Linked DNA regions of Sus scrofa: regions 2 and 3 are each linked to region 1. A link is a contact called in public HiChIP or PLAC-seq data. All regions are on one chromosome and are shown on one strand. The core of a region is the stretch at or near the end of the contact, and the rest is flanking DNA. Distances in the headings are between cores, read along the strand shown. Region 1 has its middle 17 kb from the start of TBX15. Region 2 overlaps LOC110260334 (a long non-coding RNA gene). Region 3 overlaps LOC110260334 (a long non-coding RNA gene).

Region 1 (4,444 bases), core at 957-3,456:
GAGAGCTGGAAGGGAAAAGAGATGCAAAAAACACCTCCCCTATATTCTGGGCGCACAATTCTTTGTCACATATACATTATATGCACATATACAAGCTTATTTAGTTTTTTTTTAAACTTAACTTGAAAAGAATAAATACATAGACAGTCATTCATTCTCTCAACAGAAAATTCACGAAATATCTACCAAGTGCAGGGCATTTTACTATACTCTCCTTTAGAAAAATGTGTGTGCATGTGTGTAAGTACAAATTCACTCAGCAAATTCCGATCTGGTTTCATGGAAGGTTTGTGAGACTTTCAACTCTGAGCAATCAGAGTGATGGGGCTCAGACTTCAGGATACACACACTTTGGGTCAATGCCAGAGGTGGTAATAATTCTGCTGGCACCCTAGGAGTTCACACTTTTCCTCCTGTGCAGGTGTGGAAGTGGGGTGGCTCCAACTTCCAGTCCTACTACCTTTGGGGGAAATGCAGAAAAGCAGAGTGTGCTAGAGCCCTTTTAAATAATGCTTTCCATTCCTAAAGCCTGGTCTCCTTCCAGGAGCGATCTAAGGAGCTTGGGATTTACAAACCCTGCAACCATAGAGATTCTTTTCAATACATATATTAGAAAGAAGGAAAGATTGATTTAGGTCATTTTCCACGGATGCATACTTCACTAGCATGCCCTCATGCCCCCAAACATGGACACACGAATACACATTACTATACAAATTCCTTTACACAGCCTGTAGTCATACCTACAAAAAAAGCAGAATGGGGGAAGGGTGTCTTCAGTTTTCCTTATTTCCCCAATTCTGAAACTCTACAAGTAGGCTGAAAATATCACTTAGCTTTTTAACAGCAATTTTCATAAGCCCTTTTCAACTTATCTACTTAATCAATGCGTGACCAGCCCAGCAAACACTAACCTGGAAGTGTAGCAACAAATGAGCCAGTAGTCTGTGGCTTCATGGCATAGTCGGTGAAAATCAGATTTACACGCCCTAGTATCAATGCTGAGACCCTCTGAGACCTACCCGAGCTGGTGAATCAGGCTCAGCAGCCTTGCGTGTACATATACAGCCTTGCATAAACAAGCATATTCCTGGGCTGTGACTTTGAATTCTATGATGACCCAAGCCAAGCAGACCGATACCAGTATAGGGATTCTGTCTACAGGTGTCTCTTTTTTTGGTCCAGTTCGGGGGAGAGTGTGACAAAGTGGGTGGAGAGGAAGATAAGATGACCCGAAATAGACAAGCTGACCACAAGATACAGTAGAAAATAATGCTGCTGGAGGGACTGGGGCAAAGGCGGGGGTGGGAACTGAACGCCAAAACTCGTCCAGATGCTGTTGTGTTCGAGCACAGCACACGCTGCACCAACGGCCGAGGCGGGTATAATTCTCCTAACGCGAAGGCAGTGAGTAGGTACTGCGAACCGAAGCCTCTTCCTTTTACAGATTCAGAGTACAGTGTAAACCGCACACGACCTCTCTAAACGTCCATTCACCTTGGCTATGTCTAGTGAAGGAGACAACGGAGAAAATCATCCAGCCCCAGCAAGCTGAAAACATTTTCACTTTCACCCTAAACAAGTGAAGTAAACGGCTTTTCCATTTCTGAACATCGCTCTTATCGTACCATCTCGATTTTGGAAATGTAGCCTCGGAATTAAACGCGCACAATCATTTCCACTGCACCTGTACAGGTGACGCACGCTCACGCCCCTGCGACGTCGGATCGTTAAAAGACGGAGCTGGGCAGCTACCACCCAGAATGAGCCCCGGCCGCGAGCTTCCCTCCCTGTACCGGGGGCAGTGGCAGTGGTGCGGACGGGTGGGAGAGGCAGCGGGGCTGCCTGCGGGCCCGGGCCGCCCACCGGCGCGGGAGCCAGGCGGGACGAGTCCAGCCCTGACCGCTCGGCGCAGGAAACGGGCGGTGCTCAACGCACCCTTCACAGCTCTGCGCTTTCTCCCCTTCGCGGGGCAAAGTGGAGGCGTATTCGACACTGGCGTGTCTGCGATTCAGACACAGACCAGCCTGCTGCGCCTCCTTTGTTGCAGGCGGGGAAGCCGCCCTGCGGGGCTCGGGGGAAAAGGGGGAAAGGGGGGAGAGGGGAGAGGCGGAGCCGAGCTCCAGGCCAGAATCCTAGGCCAGTCCTCTAGGAAGCCCAGCTCTGCGTCCCACTCCGCCTCTCGGTCCCGCGGGCTACTTGTACCTGACGCTCCCCGGGATTTCACATGCGCACGGACTTGAAGCAGCCTTGGATTCGGGCGCCCTGTGACCCCTCGCGAGGTTTCCGAGCGCCCCTACCCCGCCCCGCCCCACCGCGTACACCCCCGCCCCCCGCAACGTGAGCGGGTCGCAAGGGCGTTACGGCAGCCCGCGAGGGGGCAAAAAGCAGCCCCCCTCCGCCTTATTTCTAGGGGCTAGAGATGGAGAGGGGCTGGAGCGCCTCATCCACCGTAACCCAGGGATTGCCCTCTTCTCCGTTTTCAGGGAAAAAAAAAAAAAAGCCGTTTGAACATCTTTTTCTTTTTTTCCAGATTTTGAAAAGCCCCAGCCTCTTTTTCTTTTCCCAGCAAGGTCCTGCCCCGAAGGGTACAACTTCCGGAGAAGTGGGTCCCCGCTGTGAATTCCGTAGAGCCGGCGGGCCGAGCCCAGGGACTCCGATCGGCCAGTTGACGCCGCGTGGCCTGGAGTCGGGCCTGGGCCCGAGGGAGGCCTCCGGAGCAGACTCGTGGTGAAGGCCGAGGTCAAGGGCTCAAGGAGCCCATTTGCTCAGAGTTCTCGGCCTGACATTTTCTCCCCGGGAAAGGTCCCCTCCTCCTGCCCGCGGAGGCTGCCCCCTTCTTCTGCACAGTGGGCCGTAGAGCGAGGACGTAAAGCCTCAAGGAAGTCCTCGCTCATAAACCCCGAATCCCCGCCTCGGTTTTGTGGAGCGAGGTCTGGTTTTGTTTCGGCCTCGGTGTTCTGGGCTTTTACTTTACACTTTCGCGGCTCGCCCGGCCGACTGCACGAGCACTCCGCCGGCTCTCGGGCCGCCCCAGCCCCTGCACGCAGAGCAACGACCCCCCAGACTTAGTGTGCCCGCCCACGGCCCGCGGGAGGCCGTCCTCGGCTTCCCTTTCCTGGGGTTGATCCTCTGGCACAGAAAGGCCTTAGGGCCTCTTAATGCTAAGACATTAACCGCCTTGCGTTGCACACGGCACGAAGGTTTCAGACAGTCTCGTGCCCCAGCTGCGAAGGGTGCGGCCGGTGACCCCGGATCTCGGCCCGCCGCCCGCGGCCCCCTGGCCGGAGGCGGGCGGCCTGGGCTGTCTCTGCGTCCCGGGGGCCTTCTGAGGAGGCCTGGGTTCCGGCAGGGAAACGCCTCCGGAGCGAACCGAGGGGCGCACTCGCTTGTGAACGAGAACTTCTGACTTTTGTGGACGCAGCCAGACTTCAGGGCAGCCTGGGGGCCGGGGCTGGCTTTTCGACGATTGGGGTCGGCGGGCGCGGCGCAGTGTCCACGCCCTGCTCCTCCTGTTACGAACAAGTCCCCGAGCGGTCGTGGGCGGGACCGGGGGTCTCGGAACCGGAGGGGCTGGCTGGGTTGGGCAGAGGAGCGTGTGCGGGGCTCAGGGGTGGGGTGAGAGGTCTCGGGAAATGCCCCGACCCTGATTCCGAGGAATCCCAGGTCCCCCGTCCTCGCCATCCCGCTGAGGTCGTTAGCATCCCAGGACCCAGTGTCTGCGGCCTCTTTCTGCCGACTCAGCTTCCAGGAACCAAAAGAGAACTGTTGTGACTTCGCGACCTCCAGCACACTCTGGTGGAATCACCTCCTTTGAGGAAGGTGGTAATACTCAGTTCCTAAGCCGTCCCCCCTCCTTTCTCACCTCTCCACCTCGGGTAAAGCAACTGAGCACATCTAGGAAAAAAAGTAGTAATATCCGTACCAGAGTGAGGCAGAAGAAATATAACAGTCACAAGACTGCCCCCAGGTGATGGTTTTCGGCAACAACATCTCTGGGCGACTTGAGGTCGCTTTCTCTCTCTGCTGAACTAATGTCATCTGTGGTAGAAAAGTTATTGAAACCAAACGTTTACGTTAATCCCTCAAGAAAAGGAGAAATAGCCCAGAGAAACCTCTTTCCCGCAGACGCTGAGAAATTGTTCAATTTGTCTTTCTAGCCTCACTACCATAACGTTTGATAACTGCACTTTCAAAATCTAACTCTCCTCTCCCCAAGGTGCAGACCCGCTGTTCCCACCCTTTCCCTTTTCTTCCCCCCAAGCCTTCTTCGCTGTTTCCTCCTTCTGAAACAATAGCACGGACTGCTGGAGTCAGTCTGATGATATAATCCTTAAGGCATTCACGGGCAGACCAAGGGCCAAGCTATCAAAGAGTTTAGCTTCTTCCTTTTTTTTTTTTTTTTTAAGCTGTTTACTATTCAGGAAATTTGGTAATTATTTTT
Region 2 (4,444 bases), core at 1,058-3,557, 660 kb before region 1:
TCATTTTGATCACCATATCACACTATTTGGCTTGAATATTAAATACCATTGGTGCATAGTCTATGCTTCATTGCACTGGAAACTCCTATCTGCTAAAAAATAAATACTAAATACTTTTCCGGCTTATGTCATTCTGAGAAACAGTCTTTCCCTGACTTGCCTGACGTAATTCTTCATTGTAAAGCGAGGGGCCTGACCTGATGATGAGGGGCCGCTTCAAGTCAAATTTGCTTTGATTCTGTAGGTATGGTGTCATATCAGAGACACACAGGGCTGAAAGTAGATTCATTTATGCAAAACACCGTCACTGCCTACTAGATATCAAGCACTATGACAAGGAAAGTCATTCAACATTCCTGCCCTCAAAGAACTTACAGCTTAACAGGGAAGAAAAATAAGCAAAGAACAATTACAATATAGCAGAATAAATGCTACAGAAGAAAGGAACAGTGGAGGCAAACGGGGGAAGTGGGAGAGCACCTCATCTATTTTGAGGAAAGAAGATTCTAAGGATCAGGAAGAAAGTGCTATTAAGCATATGGAGGGCTGGAACTGGGGTGAGGCAAGAAGGGCACCAATGGTGTAAAATTATAGCAGGTGTTCCCTCTCGGGGTCATGCATGTGTACTTACCCTCATCCTGGGCACTGAATATGTAATCTGACAGTGTGCTGGAGCTTAGTATGTAGGAAGATGATAAAAGCTGTTCCAGGCAAAGGGAACAGCATGTGCAAAGGCTTAGGGGCAAGGGACAAACACTGAGGAAGCTGCAGATGCCTTAGTATCTCTGGATTTGGGAATAAAGTTACAGGTGTGAAAGATGAGAAGTAACCAGGCTGGCTCATGAAGTGTCTTGTAGACTACGGTAAGGTATGTGAACTTTCTTCTTAGGTTAATGGCTATCCATCAGGGAATTTTTTTAAAAAGGGATTAGACTTGTTTTTAAAGATTTTTGTTTTTTCTATTATAGATGATTTACAATCAATGTTCTGTCAATTTCTGTTATACAGCAAAGTGTTCCAGTCATACACACACACACACACACACACACACACACACACACACACAGATGGCTGCACCCGTGGCATATGGACGTTCCCAGGCTAACGGTCGAATTGGAGCTGCAGATCCCAGCCTATGCCACAGCTCCAGCAACTCGGGATCTGAGAGCCGCGTCTGAGACCTACACCATAGCCTAAGGCAACACCAGATCCTTAACCCACTGAGTGGGGCCAGGGATCAAACTCGCATCCTCATGGATACTAGTCAGGTTCATTTCCATTGAGCCACAACGGGAACTCCAGTCTTGCTTTTTAGAATATTCTCTTTGGTAGCAGTGTGGTTACAGTGATAGAGAATTAGAGGAGAAGACTGGGGGTAGACAGACCAACTGGGTGGTGGAGGTGGGGATGCAGAGAAGTAAACCCAGCAGCTTCTCGAGGTGCTTAGGAGTAGGAACCATCTAGAACTGTTGACTGACTGAGTAAGTGGTGTGTTGAGAGAGGGAGAGACAGAGGATGCTCCAGGTTTCTGGTCTGAGAAAACAGTGCCGGCTGTTGATGCTGAAATATGGAGCACGCTGGAAGGAACAAGACTGAGAGGGAAGGCGATGCGCTCGGCCTTTGACTTTCAGGGTTTGGCCTCTGCGGTTAGGTGGCTGCTGTACAGAGAGCCCTGGGTGTGGGTGAGGAGGAGGGGTCAGTCATTTGCCCATGAGTGGCCAGGAGGGCAGCAGGATGGAGGAAATGCCCCAGGGAGGAGAGGTTAGAGTGAGAAAAAGAAGGCCTAGGGGGTACTGAGACCTCCCTGCCCCCCTTCAGGAAAACCATCACAGAATAAGAGCACATCCTCCAAGCCCTCCCTGGGATGTGAGGGGGACTAGGATACATAAGCAGTTGTGTTGTGCCTCTGCTGCAGTGGATTTCCGAAGTCACTGAAGACTCTGTGTTAGTTTGTGGTTACAGAGACTGTGCTGCCACTGGGGACTCTGTGCCCTCCTTGCAAAAACGGAGCGCGGGGGCCTCTCTGCCTTGCGGTTTTGGAGAGCAGGGCCCTGCTCATTCCTGAGGCGGGGGGGGGGGGGGAGGGACATTGGGCAGATTTAAGTTTCTCTTTTCCTCTAAATTGCAAAAGCACAAAATTAGTGACTTTTTTGGATGCCCCCGTCTAAATGTTCACACTTGAGAGAAAATCGCCCTCTCCAGGAAGTGAGTAATAAATCTCTCTCACCAATGGAAGTCGCTACATCCTGAAACAACAATCGTCAGCTGAAACGGAGAAAAAAAATTCAACATTCCTTCCCACCATGAAACCCTCTTTCTCCAAACACGTGTCGCTCTCGGACGATAGAGAGCACCATTATGCAGACCGCTCGGCCTTCCTCAGGACTTTTGCCCAGAAACATAATTGGCTGTGACCAAATGACCATGGCAAACTGCCCAGGGTGTGAAAATGTTTAGTCAGGGTTGTGGCTGGAGGGGCTCTGCTGGGTAAGGCAGGTTGAATGAGCAAACCCGGCCAAGTGTACACAGATGTGGCCAACGTTCAATGTGAAGAGAGCGCGGCTGGGGAGGGGACGTGGAAGGAGAGATTTGGACATATGCCCTTTAAGTCGTTTACATCTTCATTTTGCAGGCTCTGTGTGGGTGTGTGTGTGTGCATGTGCGTGTGTGTGTGTGTGTGTGTGTGTGTGTGTGTGTGTGAGAAACAGCTGAGCGTTGCTTCTTATCCTTTACCTGTGTTTTGCCCTCATTGTCAGGCTTTCTAACCTTTTCTCTGCCTCTGGTCTTGCTTCTTTCACGTCCATCTTCCAAACTGTCACCAGAATGAAATGCACCCCCCCCCCCATAATCTGCTCCAGACTCTGCCAGGGCTCCCCTGCTCGGCTGTGGGTCTACACACCCTGGATGCAGAAGGGACGACATGCCTGATGCCCAGACTTGGGCCAATTCACCCAGAAAGAGGAAATCTGCTCATTTAAACTTCAAGGGAACTTTTTTGATTCATTCTATAACATACCCGTGTTTGCTTTGATAAAAAATTATTTTAAATTACTTATCACTGAGGAAAAATGAATTCTCCAGGAAGATGCACTATTTCATCCCCAAAAGTATATGCGTCCCAGTTTAAGAAAGTGGGACCTGGGGGAACCTGTCCCAGCTCCGATCTGGGGCTCCTTCTTTTCTACAAATTAATCTAAAGCAAGTTCCTACATGGAAGTGGGGCAAAGCATTTATTTTCTGATTGTGTCTATTAATATATATCTGATTATTGATGCAGTCATTCTATTTGATACTGACATGGGATAGCACAGATGTTAGGAAAGAGCTAAGCAGTTCTAAGCTTGATTCCTGGTTCTGTCATTTGCCATATATGTTACCTCATGGAGCCTCAGTGTCCTCAGCTGTAAGATGGACATTAGAGTGGTGACTGACTCCTGGGGGGAGCATGAGGACTCAATGGGATGTCTGCAAGGTGTACAGCATGGGTCACATAGTAAGAGTTCAATGCACATAAACAATGATGCTATGGAAATCATCTTAGAGGTAATTCAGATACACATCTGCTCTTTGTACCTTCGGGTATCGAATCCACAGAGTCAACCAAATTTGAATCAAAAATATTTGGAAAAAAATCTAGAAATTCCCCCCACCCTCCAAAAAAAAACCCCTGGATTCAAGGCCCACCAGCTTCTATTTACCTAACATTGACATGGCATTAAGTATCATAAGTAATCAAAGGAGGATTTAAAGTATACGAGAGGCTGTGTTTAGGTTATATGCAAACACTATGACATTTTATAAATGGGTTCAGGCATCTGAGGGTTTTGGTATCCATAGGAGGTCTTGGAACCAATCTCTGCAGATACCGAGGGAGGACTGTGGTTACAGACAGTAAATCATCCCAGGCAGATATAACCGGGTTGATTAAATTAGATGATTTCCAGGCTAGGGGTCACATCAGAGCTGCGCCCAACCTAAACCACAGCCACAGCAACAGGGGATCCAAGCCGCATCTGTGACCTACACCACAGCTCACAGCAACGTCGGATCCTCAACCCACTGAGCGAGGCCAGGGATCGAATCCATGTCCTCATGGATCCTAGTCGGGTTCATTAACTGCTGAGCCATAAAGGGAACTCCAGAAAGAAACAATTTTTAAAAGGCTACTTTGCATTGTGCCAATAGATATTTCAAGACTACTAAGATCTAGAATATAAATAAGAAAGGATTTAAGAACTCATTATAAGTAGACATTAAGAAATTATAGAATCATATCACTTTTTTTGTTATGCTCAGTTCTGATGAGCATGCTATTTTGACATTCTGTGTAATATAGTTTGTTGTACTAATATGTCTTTCTCCAGAGCAGAAATATCTCAGAAACTTAAGCAAAGAATATAAATAAATAGGAACATCTGGTAGAGAAGCTGAAGCAGATGTGCAG
Region 3 (4,444 bases), core at 968-3,467, 560 kb before region 1:
CTGTGAGAGATGGTGCTGGAAGCCCTGTAGCACAGCAATGGGGATGAAACCCCAGCTTTCAGGTTCAAGTCAGTCAGTGGGTAATGCTACTCCCTTTGTTCACATCAGAAGCTTTGTCTCTAAATTCACTAATGGTTGCATAGTTTCATGACTTGATGAGTATGGACAGTCATTTCTTAAGGACAGAACATTCCTCTTTTTCAAACCACGTGAGCAGGAACTGCCGACGGCTGCTCTGGGATTTTTAATGGGACTAGTAAGCCCTGTAATTACTATTCTGGATCACTGTTGCTCACCCTCTCTTTTGCCAAGTTGAGTAAAGGTCACCTAATTTTTCTTCATCAAAACACAAAGTGTCCCGGGAAAAAAATTGAATTTGTTGCTAAATGAAAACCAGTTAAAAATCTGAAGCCAAAAATTGTTGGCAACTTTCATGCTGAATTATGCAGTTTGCACATTTCAGGCAGCCTGTGGGTCCTGAGGCTGTCGCAAAATAACAGGGGAGTGTGACTCTTTCTCCCAACAGAAAGGGCCTCTGCCCAGTGGTCTGGGCCTTGGGCCATTGCTAAACCTTGCTGCTGCTCCCAAGGAAAGCGCTCTGTTTCACTCACAGATGGAACTGTTATGCTGCTGAGAATACACATTTTCTAAATTAGTTTTTCTAAGCATGGAACAGTCTAGCTCTCCACGGGTCCGTGAGCTATGTCTTGGTGCCTCACGACAATGGTAAAGGCAGTTCTCGGTGTCAGTACTCCCTCATGGTGCATCTCCAGCTCGTTCTTCCAGCACTCTTGGGCACCCCCTGTCTATGCCGGGGCCCTGGCTTCCCAGCATGGCCCCCCTGCAGTACCCACTCCATCCCTTCTTCAACTTCTAGGTGCCCGGGGGTCCAGGTCTTAGAGCTAAGTGACCCACTGATTCACTGTGATGAATCAGATCTTCATCATGCATCAGGCATTAATCCAATCTGGTAGCTCAAAGCAAATAATGGTTTACTCAAATGACACATTAGTATTATAACAAAGTTCCTTAATGCTTAACCCAAAAGAATGACAAGGAGTGGGAGTTCTGAGACAAAGGATGTGGAGACTTTTAGGCTTGGGACTAGAGGGCCATTCGAGGACTCTTCCGATCAAACCACAAAGGCAGCTGCTTTTCTCACCTGCCTTTTAGGTTGCCGCTGCACATAGTTGAAAGAGAACTCTGCTGCTGTTCTCAGGCATGGGTTTCCCTATCAGGAGTCTGCCTGCGCAGGAGGAATGCTTTGCTTTTTTTTAATTGCTTCATGAACCATAATATATACTGTCTCAGAGGAGCCACTGGGGTTGTACTATAGATCTTACCCTGCACTGACTACTGTGAAAGATGTATTAGAATCTTAAATAGCTGAAGGAGGGAATCAGACAGTTTCTGAACCAAGCAGGCCCAGGGGACCACTGCAGTCTTCATTTCCTGTGTGCCTACCTACAAACCTCCCTTTGGTCTGTATAACGCCTGTTAAGGAACCTGGCTCAGGAATACCCTGCCCTTTTCTATTATACTTGGAGGATTCTACTACCAGGTTCCTTTTCTGTTCAAATATGTAAAACATTGATTTTGGAGTTATGAGAGCTTTATTCCAGTCCTGGCTCCATTAAAATGGATTTTAAATGTTAAACAGTTGATTTCAATGAGACTATTCTGAGAGTTAGGTGAGACAAAGGGTGCAAAAGCTCTGTAAAAAATTTAAAAGGATTATAAGGGGTCTCTCAAACACCCGCAAAGGCACCTGGCAGCAAAACCAGAAATGACTCTTGTGCTTAACTACCCACCCCTAAGGCACAAGGTGGGGTACTGGGTCTCAGAGCAAAGCAGGAGTCTAGGTGCTAGAACTAAACAGTAAGTTCAGAACAGGAAACACAAGATTCACATAGGGCTGAATTTCTTGAGCTCGCTTATGCTCTCCCTACCCTTGACAAGGTTGGTCCCAGAAAATGAAACCAGACAGAGGCTACAAAAATGACTTCTTAGCAATGAGACTGGAGCATTGTGGATAAAAGGCAACCAGTAGATTATAGAATTTTTTTTTAAATAATGAGATTTTACAGACAGATTCCATAAATGTTTTTTAGCTTAACAGGATTCTTAAAGGCAATTTCAATACTTATGTTTTAGGACATGGCCCTGCCTTTAGTTTGTGTGATAATGAGCCATGCTATGACAAATGTACCTTGGCAGTCCTCTTAGACAGCGGAATGCCAGTGGCAAGTACCAGCAGGAGTGGCAGGTGTACGAATGATCCAAGGATCAAGTGAAGCAAGGGATCCATCTGGCAGTTTCTCAACATCTAGAAAAACAAAATTACCAATGAGAGGGGGTGTGGAGTATGAGGGTCAGGCAAAGTAAAACAAGCTGCAGGGCTATGATTCATGAAGCAGGATTGCCTAAAAGCCCAGCTTGAGAAGCAGTGCAGTCTTTATTGGATACAGGAAGAAAGCAACGTGGTCCACCCACTGGTTCAGCTTGTTCCCCCATGGGCTTTGGTGTTGACAACTGCAGCAGCAACACAAACTGGAAGTCTACAGAGCACTTTTACCTCTCTTTTCCTCCTTTCCATGGGACAATGTTTCTTCAGATTCATTTGGCTTTAAAGAACCAGGAGCTGTTCAAACTCTTCCAAGCAAAGGAAGCTTTGTCATAAAACTTTAACAAAGAGTTCCTGAGAAGCTAAGAAGACGAATTTTAGCAGAGTAAGACATCATGGGCAATCCAATCAGTACTAAGGCAAAATGGTCTCTCAATTCATCACGGCATCCCTATCTCTTTCTAAGCCTATTTCTTTCCATACTCTGATATCTCAGTGTATTTCCACTGCGTACTCACACTTCTGGATTCTCAAATTTCAGCTTAAATATGGCTCTGCCTTATCATAGCCATCTGGGATGTGGGTAGGAGAGATTTGCTTGAAAAGGATGTGACCAGGATAGTCAATAATTAGAACACACTTTGTTTATTAAGAATTGCAACCTACAGTAGGGAAATTGTTAAGAGTCAGGAGAGTACTGACTCCATAAGCACAAGAACTATTCCATTTTGTTTATCATGGCATTCACAATGCTTAAAACAGTGTCTAGTACATAGCAGTCCAATGATTAACTGAAGAATTTCAGAAAGCATTACATGCTTATCCTTATAATCAGAGTATTATGTTTCACAATAGAGGAAAAGCACAAAAGAGAATTTTAAGAATTAGAATTCCCAATGAAGTCCTACTGCATGGCACCAGGAGCTATATCTAATCTGTGATAGAACATGATGGAAGATAATATAAGAAAAAGAATGTATATATATATATGTGTGTGTGTGTGTGTGTGTGTACAACTGGGTCACTTTGCTATACAGCATAAATTGCCACAACATTGTAAATCAACTATAATAAAAATTTTAAGAAATATATTAGAATTCCTGCCTTTTAAGGAGTTCTAATCTAATTGAAAAATGTCATGCAGATATAAAATCATACAGCTATAATGTGTTTATCAGTAACAGTCCTGAGAAAAGTAAATGTTATACTTAATAGGACAATTGAGGAAACTTAATCGAATTTTTTTTTTTAAGTTAAGGGAAATAAACAAGGGCTGGTATATCACTGGAGAATTAGCAGGAGACCAGAATGTCACATCCTTAGATCTGAAGACACAAAAGGAGAGAGAAGCTACTAGAATGGTAAGAAGAAGGTGTGATTGCACAAGAGAGCTGCTGGATGGGAACTGTGGCTTTTGGGAGAGGTAGCTGGGGAGGTGGGAAAATAAAAACCTTGACTTCATGCACCTCCCACATCTGATTTCTTACTTGTGCCTCCACTGATGGACCCCCTGCCTGAAGACAAAAGGCAGGGGAGCTCAAGGCAGTATATAGAGCTACCCTTATGGTGCCTACATAGTCCAAGGCAGAGAAGGATGAAGAATACATCATATGAGGAGTGTCTGTCGTAGCTCAGTGGTTAACAAATCCAACCAGGAACCATGAGGTTGTGGGTCCGATCCCTGGCCTTGCTCAGTGGGTTAAGGATCCGGTGTTGCTGTGAGCTGTGGTGTAGGTTGCAGACGTGGCTCGGATCCCACGTTGCTGTGGCTTTGGCATAGGCCAGCGGCTATAGCTCTGATTCAACCCCTAGCCTGGGAACCTCCATATGCCATGGCAGTGGCCCAAGACATGGCAAAAAGACAAAACAAAACAAAACAAAACATCATATGAGAAAAATAGTAAATATCTAGCAAAAGGGGAATAATATTTTATTCTTTTGGTATCCTGATGAATTTCCAGTTGGGGGGTTTACACCCACACCAAAAAGCAATTCTCAGACACCAGCAGAGTGTCTGAGAGTTCAGTTCAATTATGTATGACCCTTTTTACCCAGAGATAACATCAGATTCCACAGGTTCACAATACAAGAATGTTGTCT

The links. HiChIP or PLAC-seq counts read pairs in DNA pulled down with a chosen protein or histone mark.
Region 2: a contact with region 1 is called in an H3K27ac HiChIP or PLAC-seq map of skeletal muscle, with 5 times the contacts expected there. The contact joins two enhancer-like sites. A contact is called at or near these places in 7 of 47 Hi-C or Micro-C datasets (embryonic fibroblasts, epiblast stem cells, fetal heart ventricle and 3 more) and 1 of 2 datasets of contacts at active chromatin or transcription factors (skeletal muscle).
Region 3: a contact with region 1 is called in an H3K27ac HiChIP or PLAC-seq map of skeletal muscle, with 6 times the contacts expected there. The contact joins two enhancer-like sites. A contact is called at or near these places in 1 of 47 Hi-C or Micro-C datasets (embryonic fibroblasts) and 1 of 2 datasets of contacts at active chromatin or transcription factors (skeletal muscle).

Annotation. Positions count from the first base shown.
Region 1 is chr4:101,899,908-101,904,351 of Sscrofa11.1, reverse strand. No RefSeq gene overlaps it. Among named protein-coding and RNA genes, the nearest start is that of TBX15, 17 kb to the left of the region's middle. Within about 2 kb of position 2,206, at least 11 of the 83 cell types and tissues checked have an H3K27ac peak or open chromatin away from gene starts, as enhancers often do. A contact at or near this core is called in skeletal muscle, where this site is marked.
Region 2 is chr4:102,564,879-102,569,322 of Sscrofa11.1, reverse strand. The region is part of intron 3 of LOC110260334 (a long non-coding RNA gene); the gene reads right to left. Among named protein-coding and RNA genes, the nearest start is that of SPAG17, 29 kb to the left of the region's middle. Within about 2 kb of position 2,307, at least 6 of the 83 cell types and tissues checked have an H3K27ac peak or open chromatin away from gene starts, as enhancers often do. A contact at or near this core is called in skeletal muscle, where this site is marked.
Region 3 is chr4:102,455,579-102,460,022 of Sscrofa11.1, reverse strand. LOC110260334 (a long non-coding RNA gene) reads right to left here. Exons shown (of 4, transcript XR_002343455.1): 2 at 2,210-2,326. Among named protein-coding and RNA genes, the nearest start is that of SPAG17, 140 kb to the left of the region's middle. Within about 2 kb of position 2,217, at least 5 of the 83 cell types and tissues checked have an H3K27ac peak or open chromatin away from gene starts, as enhancers often do. A contact at or near this core is called in skeletal muscle, where this site is marked.